Regions from separate parts of the Sus scrofa genome. Here region 2 is linked to region 1. Evidence: chromatin contacts called from public HiChIP or PLAC-seq data. All regions are on one chromosome and are shown on one strand. Each heading gives the region's core, a stretch centred on a gene start, on an enhancer-like site or on the middle of the called end of the contact. The rest is flanking DNA. Distances are from core to core; before and after follow the strand shown.

Region 1 (7,393 bases), core at 411-2,910:
CTCCTGCTGGGGCTACTTCCATGGAGGCCTGAGGAGAAAAGAATTATACCCCCAATGGGCCCCTGGCTCCTTTTCTTTCTGCCTGGGGGCCTGGAGCATCACCCTGGGAGGAGAGAGGAAGCTATTTCAGAAGTCGAGTAAGCTCTGTGGCATTTTGGAATTACTGCTGGTGGGGGAGGGGGGAAGGCTGCTACCCCACCCTTGGGACTGGGAGTATCAGCCAGCCATGATCATCCTACAGCCATGAACCCCTCATAGTCTCTCTTAGGGAAGCCCCTCACTCAGGGGGGAGAGAATTCAGGCCTCCTGGAAGAAGAGGGAGTGTATATAGGGACATGAGGGGCTGAGAGGCACAGGTGAAAGAGAGAAGAAAGGCCTGATATATATGTGCTGAATGGGAAAGAGACATTCTTGTTCTCCATACAGGTGCCCACACGCACACACACGTAAAGACAAAATAATGTCAGTACACAGTTAAACACATTCATAGGCAACACCCTCCAGCACACACAGACACAAGCACACACATTGCTCAAAGACACACCCTCATATACTCTCACAGTCATAACAAATATGTGTGTAATGGAAAGGCACATGCTTGTTTTACACACACAGTGTCATCAAAGAAGAACACACAAAGAGATACCCAAATATACACACAAGCCCTCCTTCTCCAAGGCACACAGAGACACATGCATATCAGATACTCACAGAGAGCTACTGGGCACAATCACACAGAAATATAGATGCACACTCATATATTTAAGCAGGGACATAGACCCTCTCCCCTAACCCCAACAGTCACCAGTCTATGGAGGGGAAGGCTGCCTCAGACCCTTCTCCCTTTCTCTCCCCCTCACTCCCCCCGGTCCCCGGGGTCGGAATGACAGATTTTGTCCAGACCAGGAGGGACGGTAAAGGGGTAAAGGGGCCTCTGGCGTCAATGCAGGGTAGGGGCAGAGGTCAGGAGCAGCAACTCTGTCAGGCAGGTTCCTGAAGCTCAATCAGGCCCCAGCGCGCCCCCCAGTGCAGCCTTGGACGAGCCGCGTTGTACTCACCGCTGCTCGCCTGGAGCTGGGGCCGAGGAGAGGCAGGGGAGAGGCTGGGCCCAGCCTAGCTGTGAAGGCAGCACGGCTCCTGCTTGCTCCTGCTTGCTCCAGGCCCGCCCGCCTCTCAGTCCCTCCTCCTACCCCCTACGCGCGGCTCAGGCAGAGCTAATCCCCCCACCCACCCACCCACCCGCCGCCCTCTCCCCGGGGGCCCTGAGCCCTGAGCCCCGGAGACTGTCCTCCTTCACGATGCTAGATCTCCGCTGGGCTCTCCCGCCAACCTGAGACCCGCCCCTGACGAGGGGGAGGTGGTATGGAACCTCCGGTTTCTTCTCCAGATCCTCACATGCCCAACCCCAATGGTGTCCACATCTCTCTTGTCCACCACCCCCTGAACAGCACGCAGACCCAGCTGCACACGCGTGTCCCGCTCAAGACCCCATTGCGTGTCCCTAGGAGGTTGCCACATGACCTGTTACATGCCACACGCGCTCCCGCCCCCACGGGCACGCGGCCGCGCCAGCACACCGTACGATGTAGACTGGACCCGCCCCCTAAATCCAGAAGACCATCAACTTATGGAAGAAAGATCTAGGGAACACCGCCTCAAAACCTCCGAAGGTTCTGAGTCTAGGACCCAGGAGACAACCTGACCACTCGCCCGGGATGCAGCAGGAAGGACGTTAGTCAGACTTCAGAAAGAACTTCCTTGCTGCCTGAGTTAGGCATCCCGCCCGTGTAGGGGTAAGAGATTAGAAGGAATGACGCCTGGACTAGAGGAAGTGAGAAACAACCCTTGTGCCCTTGGCCAAGGTAGAAGCGGCCCAGCTATTTTAAGAAAGCACCGCCAGAGTTACTATAGCAACTGCTCTCCTTGCGAACTCCAAGACAGACAGGTGGTGATCCTGGAAGGAAAAAAGGGGTCTGTTCGGGCGGTCAAGGGGCGCGAGAACGTGCGAGGCGGGGGCGCGCGGGGCTCACCGCGGGGAGGGGAGGCGCGGGCTCCGCGTGGTGCTGAAGGGGACAGCGCCCGATTTGTCGCACTGCGCAGGCGCAGGAGCGCTAACAAAGCGGGGAGGGGAAGGAGGCGCGCGGCCCTAGGTGGTGCGCGCTCACTTGACTCAATCTTAGCAAAGATTTGTTCCTTCAGCCACCCTTCCCCAGGCAGTCGGAGGAAAACAGAGCGAGTCCTTTACCTAAGCTGACCCTCCTTTGTCCTTTCCCTTTGCTGTTTACTCTCTTCTCGCAGCATGTGGATGGGCGGGGTGGGGGAGGGTAGAGGAGTGTGAAAGGGATTCGGGGAAAACCAGGATGCCAGAATTCTCTCTCTCGACTCTCTTGGCCCCGGACAAGGCGCTTCCTCTCCAGGACCTCGATTTCATCTTTAAAGTGGAATGATAGAACAGACCTGCCCACCTTGCACAGGCGCCCAAAGTCCTTATGAGATAATGGATGGGAAGCAGTTTTCGTTATAAAGGGACAGGTGGGAGTTCCCGTCGTGGCGCAGTGGTTAACGAATCCGACTAGGAACCATGAGGTTGCGGGTTCGGTCCCTGCCCTTGCTCAGTGGGTTAACGATCCGGCATTGCCGTGAGCTGTGGTGTAGGTTGCAGAGGCGGCTCGGATCCCGCGTTGATCCCGCGTTGCTGTGGCTCTGGCGTAGACTGGCAGCTACAGCTCCATTTAGACCCCTAGCCTAGGAACCTCCATATGCCGCGGGAGCGGCCCAAGAAATGGCAAAAAGACCCCAAAAAAAAAAAAAAAAGGGACAGGTGAAGGGCTGCGCGAAGGGAGAGGGCAATCCTGCTGGGGGCAGGGGTGGGAGAACTCTGAGAGAGAGTAGTATCCCTCGGCGTCCTTCACACCCTCCCCTCAAATGGATGATGGGGAAAGCACTGGTCCAGGAATTCCCTGGAGCGGACCCTGGAACTAGAATCTGGGGACTCGGTGAGAGTGCGGCCCGGAGATTGAGCCCAGAGCTCTGGGGCGGTCACTGCCCCAAGGCGGGTCCAGCCTCAGATCCTACAACTAAGAGGAGCAGCATTCCTGGCGGGCTGAACTGAGCATTCGTTCTCAGGACTCTAGACCTCTTGAGTAAAGGAAAGAGACCTAGCTGGAGATATAGTCCCTATAGCCCTTCTTGCCTCCTACATCTCTCTCCCCAAGGTGTAAACCCATTCCAAATCTTTCAGGAGTGGAAGGGGCTGGATAGCTCTGTACTTCAGAATTAGCCAGGATGGGAGGTTTGGGCAAGTTTGCTTGATGAAAGAAGGAAAATTCTAGCTTTGCTCATTCAACTCACTGGACATTCACTACATGCCAGAGACAGGATAGTTTCTTTCCGTTTTTCAAACTCACTAAAGGCGACCAGAGGGCAGAGAATGTAGGGCCCAGAACCTTGGAGTCCTGGCCCCGCCCCTTCTACGTTTGGCTCTGCCTGCTCCTCCCATCACTTTACTTAGAGGCGGCCACTGGCCCAAAACAAAAAAAGAAGCCAGCTCTGCTGCACCATCGCGTGCTTCAGCCTCGGGTCTCAAGCCCTGTAGCGGATAAGGCGAGGTCTAACGTTACACCACCAGTCTGTTCCGCCTTCAGTTTCGGGATCCATCCGGAACGCTTTCAAACAGGATCCTCAGTGAGCCGGCACTCGATTGAATCGGTCTGTCTCTACAGCCCAAGGAGGCGGGTTCGCTGCGGCCTCTCCAAGGCCAAAGCAAGAAGACCTTGCTGCGCACGCGCAGTAGACAGCCGATGGAGCCACCGATGGAGCCGTCCGGAGGGGAGCAAGAGCCCGGAGCCGTCAGGTACCGAGCACCGGAGGGGCCGAGAGAAGGAAGAAGGACCTGGGGGAGGGGAGCTGAACCAAGGCCGGGTCTGGGGATCACCTTTAGGAGCCAGGGCTCAGAAGCATAACGGAGGCGGATTCACAGGTAACAGCGGCCCGGGGACGCCGCCGCCAACGCCCCTTTACCCGCAGGCTCCTGGACCTGCCCTGGGAAGATGTGCTGCTCCCACACGTCCTCAGCCGGGTGCCGCTGCGCCAGCTGCTCCGACTACAGCGCGTCAGCCGGGCTTTCCGGGCGCTAGTGCAGCTGCACCTGGCCGGGCTGCGCCGTTTCGACGCCGCTCAGGTGAGGAGCCAGAGCCCCGCCCCTTCTGGGTACCGCCTCCGCCCCGCCTCCAGCCCAGCCCCCAACCCCCTGCCCCTACCCCTGAACCCCCGCCCCCAGCCCCGCTGCCTTCCGTTCTGGACCCCCCTTGGGCCTCCGGGAATGCCCAGGAAGAGATCCACCTAGCGAGGAGGGCAAGTACTGGGAATCAGCTTAGAGGGCGCGTAGGGTCTCTATTGGGAGGGTAGGTGGCAAGCCCGAGGGAGACCTGCTGCCGTGGAAGAACTCAGGGGCGGATAGGCTGCGCCAGCCCACGAGACCATCTGAAAGTCGAGATGCCTCCCCGCCCGCAGGTGGGTCCGCAGATCCCCCGGGCCGCATTGGCCTGGCTGCTGCGGGATGCCGAGGGGCTGCAGGAGCTGGCGCTGGCGCCGTGTCACGAATGGCTGTCCGACGAGGATCTGGTACCCGTGCTGGCTCGAAATCCGCAGCTGCGGAGTGTGGCGCTGGCCGGTTGCGGGCAACTGAGCCGCCGCGCGTTGGGGGCGCTGGCCGAGGGCTGCCCCCGCCTGCAGCGCCTGTCGCTCGCTCATTGTGACTGGGTAGATGGGCTGGCGCTGCGCGGCCTCGCTGACCGCTGTCCGGCCCTTGAGGAGCTGGACCTCACCGCCTGCCGACAGCTCAAGGATGAGGCCATCGTGTACCTGGCGCAGAGGCGCGGCGCAGGCCTCCGCAGCCTCTCGCTGGCGGTAAACGCCAATGTGGGGGACGCCGCCGTCCAGGAGTTGGCTCGGAACTGCCCAGAACTCGAGCACCTCGACCTAACCGGCTGCCTGCGCGTCGGAAGCGACGGTGTCAGGTGCCTGGGGTTGGTGGGAAGAGGGCAATCACTCACTTAGCCTCTGTGGGTAGAGGTCAGCTGTAGTTGTCAAAAAACAAAACTGGGGTTTCTGGATCTTCCTGCTACCACGACACTCCCATTCTGAACAGGAAGGGCCTTTAGGAATGCCTAGGCCAGAGAGCCCAGTTTAAAAACTTTTTAGAACCAGTATTTACATATTGACAGATTTCATAAACAAAACACAAAGTCAGATTTTTGGCTTTTCTTCAACACGGGGAAAACCTTGCATTCCTGGGCCCAGGTGAGAAGCAGATTCCCGGTTTCAGAAACAGGAAGTCTCTGATTCACTGCAGGCTTTGAGTGTAGGACCCCAAATCAGGCCCCCCTCCCTCGGTGCTGAGGGAAGAAGTATGCCCCGAACTGGAGGGTGACAGGGGCTTTACTCGCTCCATACGGTGGGCTGGGCATAGCACCTTCGTGCCCCTAGCCTCACCCCACTCCTCCCCCAGGACATTGGCCGAGTACTGCCCGGCGCTACGCTCGCTGCGGGTGCGGCACTGCCACCATGTGGCCGAGCCGAGCCTGAGCCGCTTGCGGAAGCGCGGTGTGGACATCGACGTGGAGCCGCCGCTGCATCAGGCCCTGGTGCTGCTGCAGGACATGGTGGGCTTTGCACCCTTTGTCAACCTGCAGGTCTGACCCGCCTGCCGATGGGCACAGCTGAACTGTGTGGCAGGGCCTCACTGTGAACTGCAGGGAAACAACTGTGGGGGCCTTGGGTGAGAGGCCAATGCCCTGCCCCACCCTGGAGCTTCGAATAAAGAGCTTTTTACCCCCTCTGGCCTGGTGCTGCTGCCCTGTTGGAGATAGGGGGTGTGAGGGTGGGAGAGAAGGTCAGACAGACGCAGAACCCCAGCACCACAGCTGTGAAATGACTAGAATGCACTCAAACCTTCCTCGGGCTACCTTTACTGTGCCGGTGGCAGCTCCAAGAGGAGGTTAACACTGTGGAGCAAGGGAAGTTGGGAAAGAAGGGGGACAGGAGATAGGGTGTGCCCTGTGTGGGAGTGTAGGGCTCCTGCATCCCTCTGGGATCTGAGCCTAAAAGGCTCGGGCTGAGTCCGGCGAGTGCCTCAGTGGAAGCGGTACTTTCTGGCTGGCTTAAGGTTGATGTATGTGGCCTTCATCTCCTCAGCCTCAGGGTTCCGCACATCTTTGAATCGCTCCCCTTTGGTGCTCACTATCTGGTTGTCGATGTATCGGATCAGCTTCTTGGGAGCCTGTCAGGCAATCAGGCAGTGAGTAGCAGGAGCCAGTCGCATCCACTCCACACCCCGAGCAGCCCCAATTGTCTCACCTCCTTGGGAGCCATGGGCCGGTGAATCTTCTGATCCTCTGCGCTATCCACCATCATGTACCTGCCAAAAACTGGCTGGGTGAAGCTCCTGCCACCCTGGGAAGACCCTCTAAGGGCCCGGCCCAGCCCAGCCCAGCCCAGACTCACTTCTGCAGGATGAAGGACTTCAGCTCATCCTTTTGGGGGCCTCTGAGGCGCCTAGGCAGGTCCTGCAGAGAGGGGAAGCCTGGTCTAGGCCCTAGGCCACCAGCAGGAGAAGCCAGGGGACAGGCTCGGGGCGGGGGCTTCACACTAAAGTGGAACGTAGCTGAGGTTAAGTGGGATGGGGTGGGGATCTGGCAGAGGATACCTGGTTGGGGCCATCCCAGGCTGGAGGCCCCTCCTCCTTCCCCTCTACCAGCATCTGCACAGCTTCTTCCAAGTCCCCCCGAGCTTTGGCCAGCACCCACTGGGCCTGTTCCACCGAACAGGTAGGAAACACCTCCAGGAGTACATCCACCCCTGGCAGCAGCTCCTCCTCAGTGCCGGCTGCCTGTGGGCATAAATGTTGACAAAAGGCAGGACTTCTTCTTTTCCTGCCCCCTTGCTGCCTCACGGGTACGCTCCTTTACCAGTACCTCATCTGGGGTGTCCCCAGCAGCACTAGGAGAAGACCTAGTCTCTTCTTTGAGGTTTTCAGGCCGCTGCAGGGTCTCTGAGGAGGCGGATACCTGACCTTGGACCGCAGAGCTCTGCGGTTGCAGGTTCTCTTAAAGAGGCAGAGAAAGCAACAGGTTTGCCCGGGCTTTGGGGGAGGGGGTTTTGAGTCACCCAAATGCCCGATTCCTAGACTCACCTTTGTTCCTGGCACCACTTAACTGCCCTGAGAGCTTCTGCATCATGTCCCCTATTGTACTCCTGAAAAAGCAAGGACGGTAGTAAGAGGATGACCCTCCCACAATCAGCCATCCCCCCTCCTCCTCTGGCCCCAGCCAGGCCCCACCTTGGGATGTGGGCAAAGCCAGGCACGTAGGCCTCCATCATCTCAGTGAAGGCC
Region 2 (7,273 bases), core at 2,631-5,130, 210 kb after region 1:
GGACGGCAGAAAAGGACCCTCCAATCTAGGCCTTGCTTCTTTGTACCATCTTTAGAGCATGGAATTGCAGATGAGGGCTTGAAAGCTACTTTGTTCTTGTTTATTCACTCAGATATGAATGCTTACATTCAGTCATTCATTCAGCACAAGACCTCCCATGTAAGGGAATGCAAAGTAGTAAAAGACACATGGAGTTCCCATCGCGGTGCAGCGGAAATGAATCTAAGAACCATGAGGTTGTGGGTTTGATCCCTGGCCTCACTCAGTGGGTTAAGGATCTGGCATTACCTGCCGTGAGCCGTGGTGTAGGTCGCAGATGTGGCTCAGATCTGGCATTGCTGTGGCTGTGGTGTAGGCCGGCAGCTGTAGCTCCGATTGGACCTCTAGCCAGGGAACCTCCATATGCCATGAGTGTGCCCCTAAAAAAGCAAAAAAATAAAAAATAAATTAAAAATTTTTAAAAAAAGACACATGCTCTGCCCTTGAAGGGCCCATATTAAGCCCTCATCAGCAATAAGGAGATGAAGGAGTTCCCTGGTGGTTCAACAGGTTAAGGATCCAGCATTGTCACTGCTTTGGCTTGGGTCGATGCAAAAAAAAAAAAAAAAAAAGGAATAAGGAGATGAAGGCTCTCTGGTTTTATGGAAGGATCAAGGACCCCCTGTGTCATTCTGAGCTGGGCTTAAATCTCTCAGGTCCACCTTTTTTTTTTTGCTTTTAGTTTTAGGGCTGCACTTGAGGCATATGGAAGTTCCCAGGCTAGGAGTGGAATTGGAGCTGCAGCTGCCAGCCTACACCACAACCACAGCAACACAGCACCACAGCTCATGACAATGCTGGATCCCTTAACCCGTTGATCAAGGCCAGGGATTGAACCCGCATCCTCATGGATACTTCTCAGGTTCATTACTCCTGAGCTGCAACAGGAACTCCTCAGTTTTACCATTTTACAGCATAGTCACTGATGATTCTGAAATCCATATTTTCCACCACAAACCTCTCCACTAAGTCTGTATATACAATTGCTGCCTCTAGGATTTCCATGGGATATCTAAACCAACTCAAATTTAACCTAGTACTACTGAAAATCTCCCCACCCAAACCTAAGCCTCTCCCATTTTCTGCTTCTGGGTAAATGGGACCACAACCCAGCCTCTTGTTGAGGCCCAAATCCCAAGTTCAAAAAGACATACTATATATACAGCAATAAGCCCATCTTGATCCCATTCCTACCCCATTACTGCTACGTGTTGATTTTTCTTCACCTCATATCTAATCTATATCTAGTCCTACTGGCTCTCTTTCCAAAATACATCCCAAATCTAACAGTTTCTCACAACCAGCTTCAAGTTCAAACTCCTTACCATGACCCTATGTGTTCTCATCCCTACCTGGCCTCTCCCTTACCACAGGCCTTCTTTCTGCTCTGGAACATGTCTGCTCCATTGCTTTTGCATTTGTTTTTCCTTCTGACTGAAGCCCTCTTTTCCCAGGTTGTCACTTGCCTGACTCCTCCTGAACATGCAGGTGTCAGCTCAAGTGTCAGTTTCTCTGGCAGTACTATGTGAGTCCCTTACTATCTCAAAAATTATCCTACATATTTAATTTAAAAAATTTTTGGAGGGGAATACATGTTCTTCAGGGAATCCAGGGCCTAGCTAAATGTCTGGTACATTAGGTTTTTGTTAAATATTTAACTGACCAGTTGACTTCAGTTTTTTAAGCCTCCATTTCCTTATTAATTGAAGAGGGATAGTAATGCTTATTTTGCTTGGTAGTGGTTTTTTTTTTGTTTTTTTTTTTCCTTTTAGGGACACACCCAGGGCATAGGGAGGTTCCCAGGCTAGGTGTCACATCCGTGCTGCCGGCCTACCACAGCCACAGCAATGCCAGATCTGAGCAGCATCTGCGACCTACACCCCAGCTCACAGCAACACCAGATCCTTAACTCACTAAGCAAAACCAGGGATTGAACCCGCGTCCTCATGGATACCAATCGTGTTCTTAACCCGCTGAGCCACAACAGGAACTTGCTTGGTAGTTTTAAGGGTCAGAAATGTTGGGGAAAGTATTGAGGACACTGGGGAAATTGCTGCACAGTGAACCTTTGCAATTCACGGCTCAGTTCCATCAGACAGACGAGTCGACCGACAAACCCTCCTTTCCCTCTCAGGTAAAAAGCGCAATGAGTGAGGAGGCCCAGGAAGAAGTGGTCCCACCTCGTAGCATTATCATCTCCCTTTTAAGAAGCGAGGAAACTCATCCCCCAACCCCAATGTTTAATGTACCGAAGTTAGTGCGAGTCACGTGAGGCTCTAGTGTTTGCTCCGCCTTAAAGAGGCGGAGCCTCAGCTTGGGGACCAATAGCGGGAACAGCCTCCGGAACAGCCCCCAACTCCAGACAGGGAAAAGGGGAGGAGCCGAGCGTCTCAGCAGCTGTAACAGCACTTCCGGACAGTATGCCCCGCCTCCTCCTCCTCCCGCCTCTCGTGTCGGCTTATTTCTCCTTTGCCGGGTGGGCAGAACCAGCGGGTGCTGATTACAGGCGCCGGCGTTGCGTTGCTGCTTTCTCCTCGGCTCCCCTCCCAGCCCTCCCCCACCCCGTCCCCCCCTTGCAGAGTAGCGGGACCGGCCTTGATGTAGGGACACCACCCTCCTCTTTCCGCCCTAGCTCGGGAGTCCGGCTCACCGTAACCCCCTGCCCGCTCGCGTCCCCACCCTGCCAGCAGCACTTTGCTGCGAGCCCATTGTATCCTCCCCATCTCCGGGCTCATGCTCCGAGGCTGGGCCGTGGAGGGAAGATCGGGGACCTCTGTGCACCCCTCCAGCCAGTCCAGCGAGTCGGGGCCCCTCCCCCGCTTGCCCTCCTCGCAACAGCGAGATAGCGGCGAGGGCGCCCTTCCCTCGCGTCTAAGGCGGAGAGGGCCGACTGGCGGGCAGCAGGGACGCACAGCTCCCCCCTCCCCAGCCCCAGCGGCGAACCCCACCCCCCCCGTCCCCTTCCTGGGAGAAGGAGAGCCCAAGCCCGAGCGAGCCGAGGCAGGAAAAGGCAGCTGTGGACTGCCTGGCCCGCAGATCATTTTTATTATCGAGATTATTATTAAAAGGGGGCAGGGAGCCCAGGATGCGGGGGAAGGGGCTAGAGACGCAGCTATTTTTATTAAACAGATTAGTCCTGAAATAATAATAATACGCGCAAGATGGCTGAAGGTGGCTGTGATGAGAATGTTGGGGTTTTTTTTCCCTTTTTTTTTTTTTTTTTTTTTTTTTTTGATCTGAGGATAAAGCTCTGAGTCGACAGCCGCTGCGGAGACCCTGCCCGGAGTGCCCTGCCCCCAGCTGAGAAGCAGCGGGAGGACAAACGACCCACCGACGGAGCGACCGGCGCGGGCCCGCCCCGGACGCGTCGCCTGGGCAGCAGCTGGGGGCCGCGGGCGCTTGCCTTTCTGCCGACTTCTTCCAATTCTAATCTTTTTATATTTTTTGGAAAGAACCGGGGTGGGTGGAGCAGAGGTGGAGAGAAATCGGGACTTGGCATTTTCTCCCCTCTCTCCTAATTTGAGGGAGCTGCCAGCCCCTCCGCTTAAAAAAAAAAAAAAAAATCCCACCGAAAAAAAGAGAGCGAGAGATAGAAAGAACGCTGCAGGACCCTCCAGCAAGCGCGCTCGGACCTCTGGCCGCCACCGCGGCGGCCGCCGGGAGCCCAAGATGGCTGGGCGCTGAGGGAGGTAGCCCGGCCCGGCTGGCTCGGCCCGGCCCCGCCGCAGCAGGCTGGCTCCGACCGCAGCCCGGAGCCTTCCAGGCCGGAGCAGAGGCCGAGAAGAAAAGAAAGTGGGGGGAGGGGGGCCGAGGTGGCGAAGGGGGAGGGCCGGGCGGGGGGGAGGGGAGGGCCGGGAGCTGAGCCTCCTGTTCATTAGCAGTTGAGAAAAATTCCTTTCTAGTTTGATCAATCCTTGTTTTCCTCGGCAGAGCCGGGGCGCCCGCCCAGCGCGGAGACCGAGAGCGGGGTCTCTCCGCGGCGGGGGCGCCCGGCGCCGGGCCTCGGGGGAGCGCAGAAGTAGCGACGAGGGGGTCAGTCCGGAGCACAGCCGGGGCTTCTCCTCCCTCCCTTTCTGGTTGGCTTTTTTTTTTTTTTTTTTTTTTTTTCCACTTCTCTCCCTCCCCCTTCCGTTTCTATTTGTGAAGGGAGGAGGAAGGCAGAGGCGGGCTGGTGTCTCTGGCCGGGGACTGGAATTTCATCTGAATGACTGCCCCTGCGCGCACGCAGCGCCCCGGAGTCGGCCCGCCTGCGCCCCGCAGCCTGCACCCGCAGACGGACGGCCGGCCCAGGGGCGCCCGCGCTGCGACCCGGGGACCCGCTCGCTTTGCCCGCCCAGTCCGGATCTAGCAGTTCTCCGCGCGGCCGCACTCGCTTCCCCGGCCTCTCGGACCCCGGTCGAGGCGAGGGAGGCGCGGCGCCGGCGAGCCAGGAGGGAGCCACCATTGCCGCCGCCGCCCCCGTCGCTGGAGAAAGTGTGCGGCTCCCGGGCTCTGTCCGCCTTGGGGCGCGCCCCAATGTCAGCCGTGGGGCCGAGCGCAGGCCGCGGGCCGCCGCTGCCCTAGCCGTACCGACCCGGAGGCGGCCTCTTATATGGAATTTGGACCCCGGCGCTCCCCTCCAGGGCTGGTGCCCCGGCCGCGGCCCTGGCGCAGTCCGCTGCCTCCCGCTAGGCGCTCGGGAGGAGGAGGAGACGCAGCCGGCTGCGCGCGCGGCTTGAGGACCGAGGCTCCTTCCTCTGGGGGGCGGGCGCGCGGAAGGCGCTGGTGACTGAGCGACTGTCGGGGCCGCCTGGGGCTGGAGCTCGGGGCTCGGTGGGCCTAGAGCTGCACTGGAAGGACCTCCAGGGTTGGGTAGTTGGGGAGAGCTGCCCGCAGCCGCCATGGCGGAGAATTGGAAGAACTGCTTCGAGGAGGAGCTCATTTGCCCCATCTGCCTGCATGTCTTCGTGGAGCCGGTGCAATTGCCGTGCAAACACAACTTCTGTCGGGGCTGCATTGGCGAGGCGTGGGCCAAGGACAGCGGCCTGGTGCGCTGCCCCGAGTGCAACCAGGCTTACAACCAGAAGCCCGGCCTGGAGAAGAACCTGAAGCTCACTAACATCGTGGAGAAGTTCAACGCCCTGCACGTGGAGAAGCCGCCCGCGGCGCTGCACTGCGTGTTCTGCCGCCGCGGCCCCCCGCTGCCCGCGCAGAAGGTCTGCCTGCGCTGCGAGGCGCCCTGCTGCCAGTCCCACGTGCAGACGCACCTGCAGCAGCCCTCTACCGCCCGCGGGCACCTCCTGGTGGAGGCGGACGACGTGCGGGCCTGGAGCTGCCCGCAACACAACGCCTACCGCCTTTACCACTGCGAGGCCGAGCAGGTGGCGGTGTGCCAGTACTGCTGCTACTACAGCGGTGCGCATCAGGGACATTCGGTGTGCGACGTGGAGATCCGAAGGAATGAGATCCGGGCAAGTACCCTGCACACATACACACACACACTCCCTACTGCCTGGGGACCACCCATCCCGATAGGCTGACTCTTGTGACATCAGGCCAGAGGGCCCCCTTCCAAACTCTACTACTCTGTAAGTTCGGAGGCAAGAAGGGTCCCCAGTCCCTCCTTCATGGATTCCTGCACCTGTGCTCATAGGGTCCCTCTTGTGAGTCACGTATAAAATTGAGGTGTGGGGTTGTCAGGGGTAGAGTTTGGGTGCTGCTTTTCTGTTTTGCCCGCAGCTCCCTCCCCCTCCCGGCGTTGTTTCCGTAGGCCCTACGGGAAGTCACCAAAGGCAGTGACCCAGGTCCTGCTTCTCCAGCTGCTGTTTATGTAATGAGTGTCCTGGTGCCGCTGCTGTGGCTGACATGATCCATGATGCTGGCATACCAATGAGGAAGTAAACAAAAGCAGCCATGTTAGTTTCAAGCCCTATTGGAAACACACTGGGGGGGGGGGAGGTGGAGGGGAGCTTCCGGAGGGAGAGCAGAACTCCTGGTATCTATCTGGCCAAGGCCTGGCCAGCCAATGGCATCGTGGGACAGCATCTCAACTATTTGGATTATTCCCCATAGTCCACTCTCTGTGTGAGAATATCTGTCCTCTGTGTGCTTGTGTGTTTTGCACCCGTCTGCATGAACAAACCTTAAAGTATGTCTTCATCACCCTGAGCCCTTTTCTCCCAGCCCAGCCCTCTGTCACAGCCCTCCCACATTTGGGGAGGGGAAGTGGAAGACGGAAAAAGAATCCTGTGGGTTTAAGGTTGAGCCGCCTTGCAATCTGGTTTCAGGCAGCTGGCTCCCCTGGGCTGCGCTGGGTGATTACGGAACCGCATCCCCTCCCATTGTATACACCCTGCAGCAGCGGCCAATGTCAAAACCGCCTTCCCTCTCAGGCCTCTGGGCCTGGCTTTAGAGCTGGACTGAAGCAATACTTCCGTCCCCTTCAGTGGAGGGGGGCTCCTCCTAGGCCCTCCCTGGTCCCCTGGCTTTCAAGGTTGAGTCATACCAGAAGGAAGGGGTTGGCCTGAGTCTGTCTGAGCCATCTCCGAAGCCCCAGCTTGGGGCCTGGGTGTGATATCATGGGGGTGAGGTTGGGCTTTGGTTGGACTGGGAGTGTTTATGGGTGGGGGCCCCGGAGGCTAGTTGAGGCCGGTGGGGAGCTTGGGTATGAGGAAGCTCTGAGCAGAAGACGGTTGTAGATGGGGGCTGTTTCCTGTTTGCGGGGGGAGTGGGAACCAGTGAGAATGAGTCACTATTTAGCAATTAAAAAACATACAGATACAACTCACAGAAGGGAGGAGGGCTGCCACAGGCTGAGGGCAGGGATAACAAAATTTGCTGTATAATTAGTTTCTAGTTGGATGGGCTAGCTCTAGGGTGTTGTGCCAGGCAGGGCCTCTGGTTTCTAAAAGGAAGTGTGGAGGATGGAGAGAAGAGCCCCCCCCCCTACAACCCCCGAATAGGATTGGAAAAGGCAGAGGCCTAGGGGACCAAATGAGCCCCTAGTGTCCTCCATCCCCCACCCAGGGCAGGCAGAGGCCAGACTTTCCCTAGTATTGGGAAGCTGCTGCTATTAATAAAGATGGAAGGGCTGGGGGAGGAGGCTGGGAAAAGTGCAGAAGCAGGAGAAGGAAGGCTGTCCAGTTCTCTGTCCTGGGATTGACAGTGGAAAGTGAAAGAGATGTGGCTGAAAGGCACAGAGAAGGGGGCAGCGAGCGTGGTGGCGAGGGACTGTGTGCCTGCACCCAAGGCTTTG

Evidence for each region. HiChIP or PLAC-seq counts read pairs in DNA pulled down with a chosen protein or histone mark.
Region 2: an H3K27ac HiChIP or PLAC-seq map of alveolar macrophages shows a contact between it and region 1. The contact joins the promoter of TRIM8 here to the promoter of FBXL15 in region 1. A contact is called at or near these places in 1 of 47 Hi-C or Micro-C datasets (liver) and 1 of 2 datasets of contacts at active chromatin or transcription factors (alveolar macrophages).

Annotation. Positions count from the first base shown.
Region 1 is chr14:113,428,509-113,435,901 of Sscrofa11.1, forward strand. It overlaps FBXL15 (F-box/LRR-repeat protein 15), which reads left to right and starts at 1,661. Exons shown (of 5, transcript XM_021072747.1): 1 at 1,661-1,945; 2 at 3,723-3,853; 3 at 4,027-4,180; 4 at 4,513-5,018; 5 at 5,510-5,837. The coding sequence starts at 1,811. The coding sequence ends at 5,699. It overlaps PSD (PH and SEC7 domain-containing protein 1), which reads right to left and starts at 1,585. Exons shown (of 18, transcript XM_021072740.1): 1 at 1,059-1,585. CUEDC2 (CUE domain-containing protein 2) reads right to left here. Exons shown (of 9, transcript XM_003483550.4): 3 at 7,340-7,393; 4 at 7,193-7,254; 5 at 6,975-7,105; 6 at 6,707-6,889; 7 at 6,505-6,566; 8 at 6,358-6,418; 9 at 5,950-6,280. The coding sequence ends at 6,134.
Region 2 is chr14:113,633,557-113,640,829 of Sscrofa11.1, forward strand. TRIM8 (probable E3 ubiquitin-protein ligase TRIM8) reads left to right here and starts at 3,881. Exons shown (of 6, transcript XM_001928904.7): 1 at 3,881-5,489. The coding sequence starts at 4,920.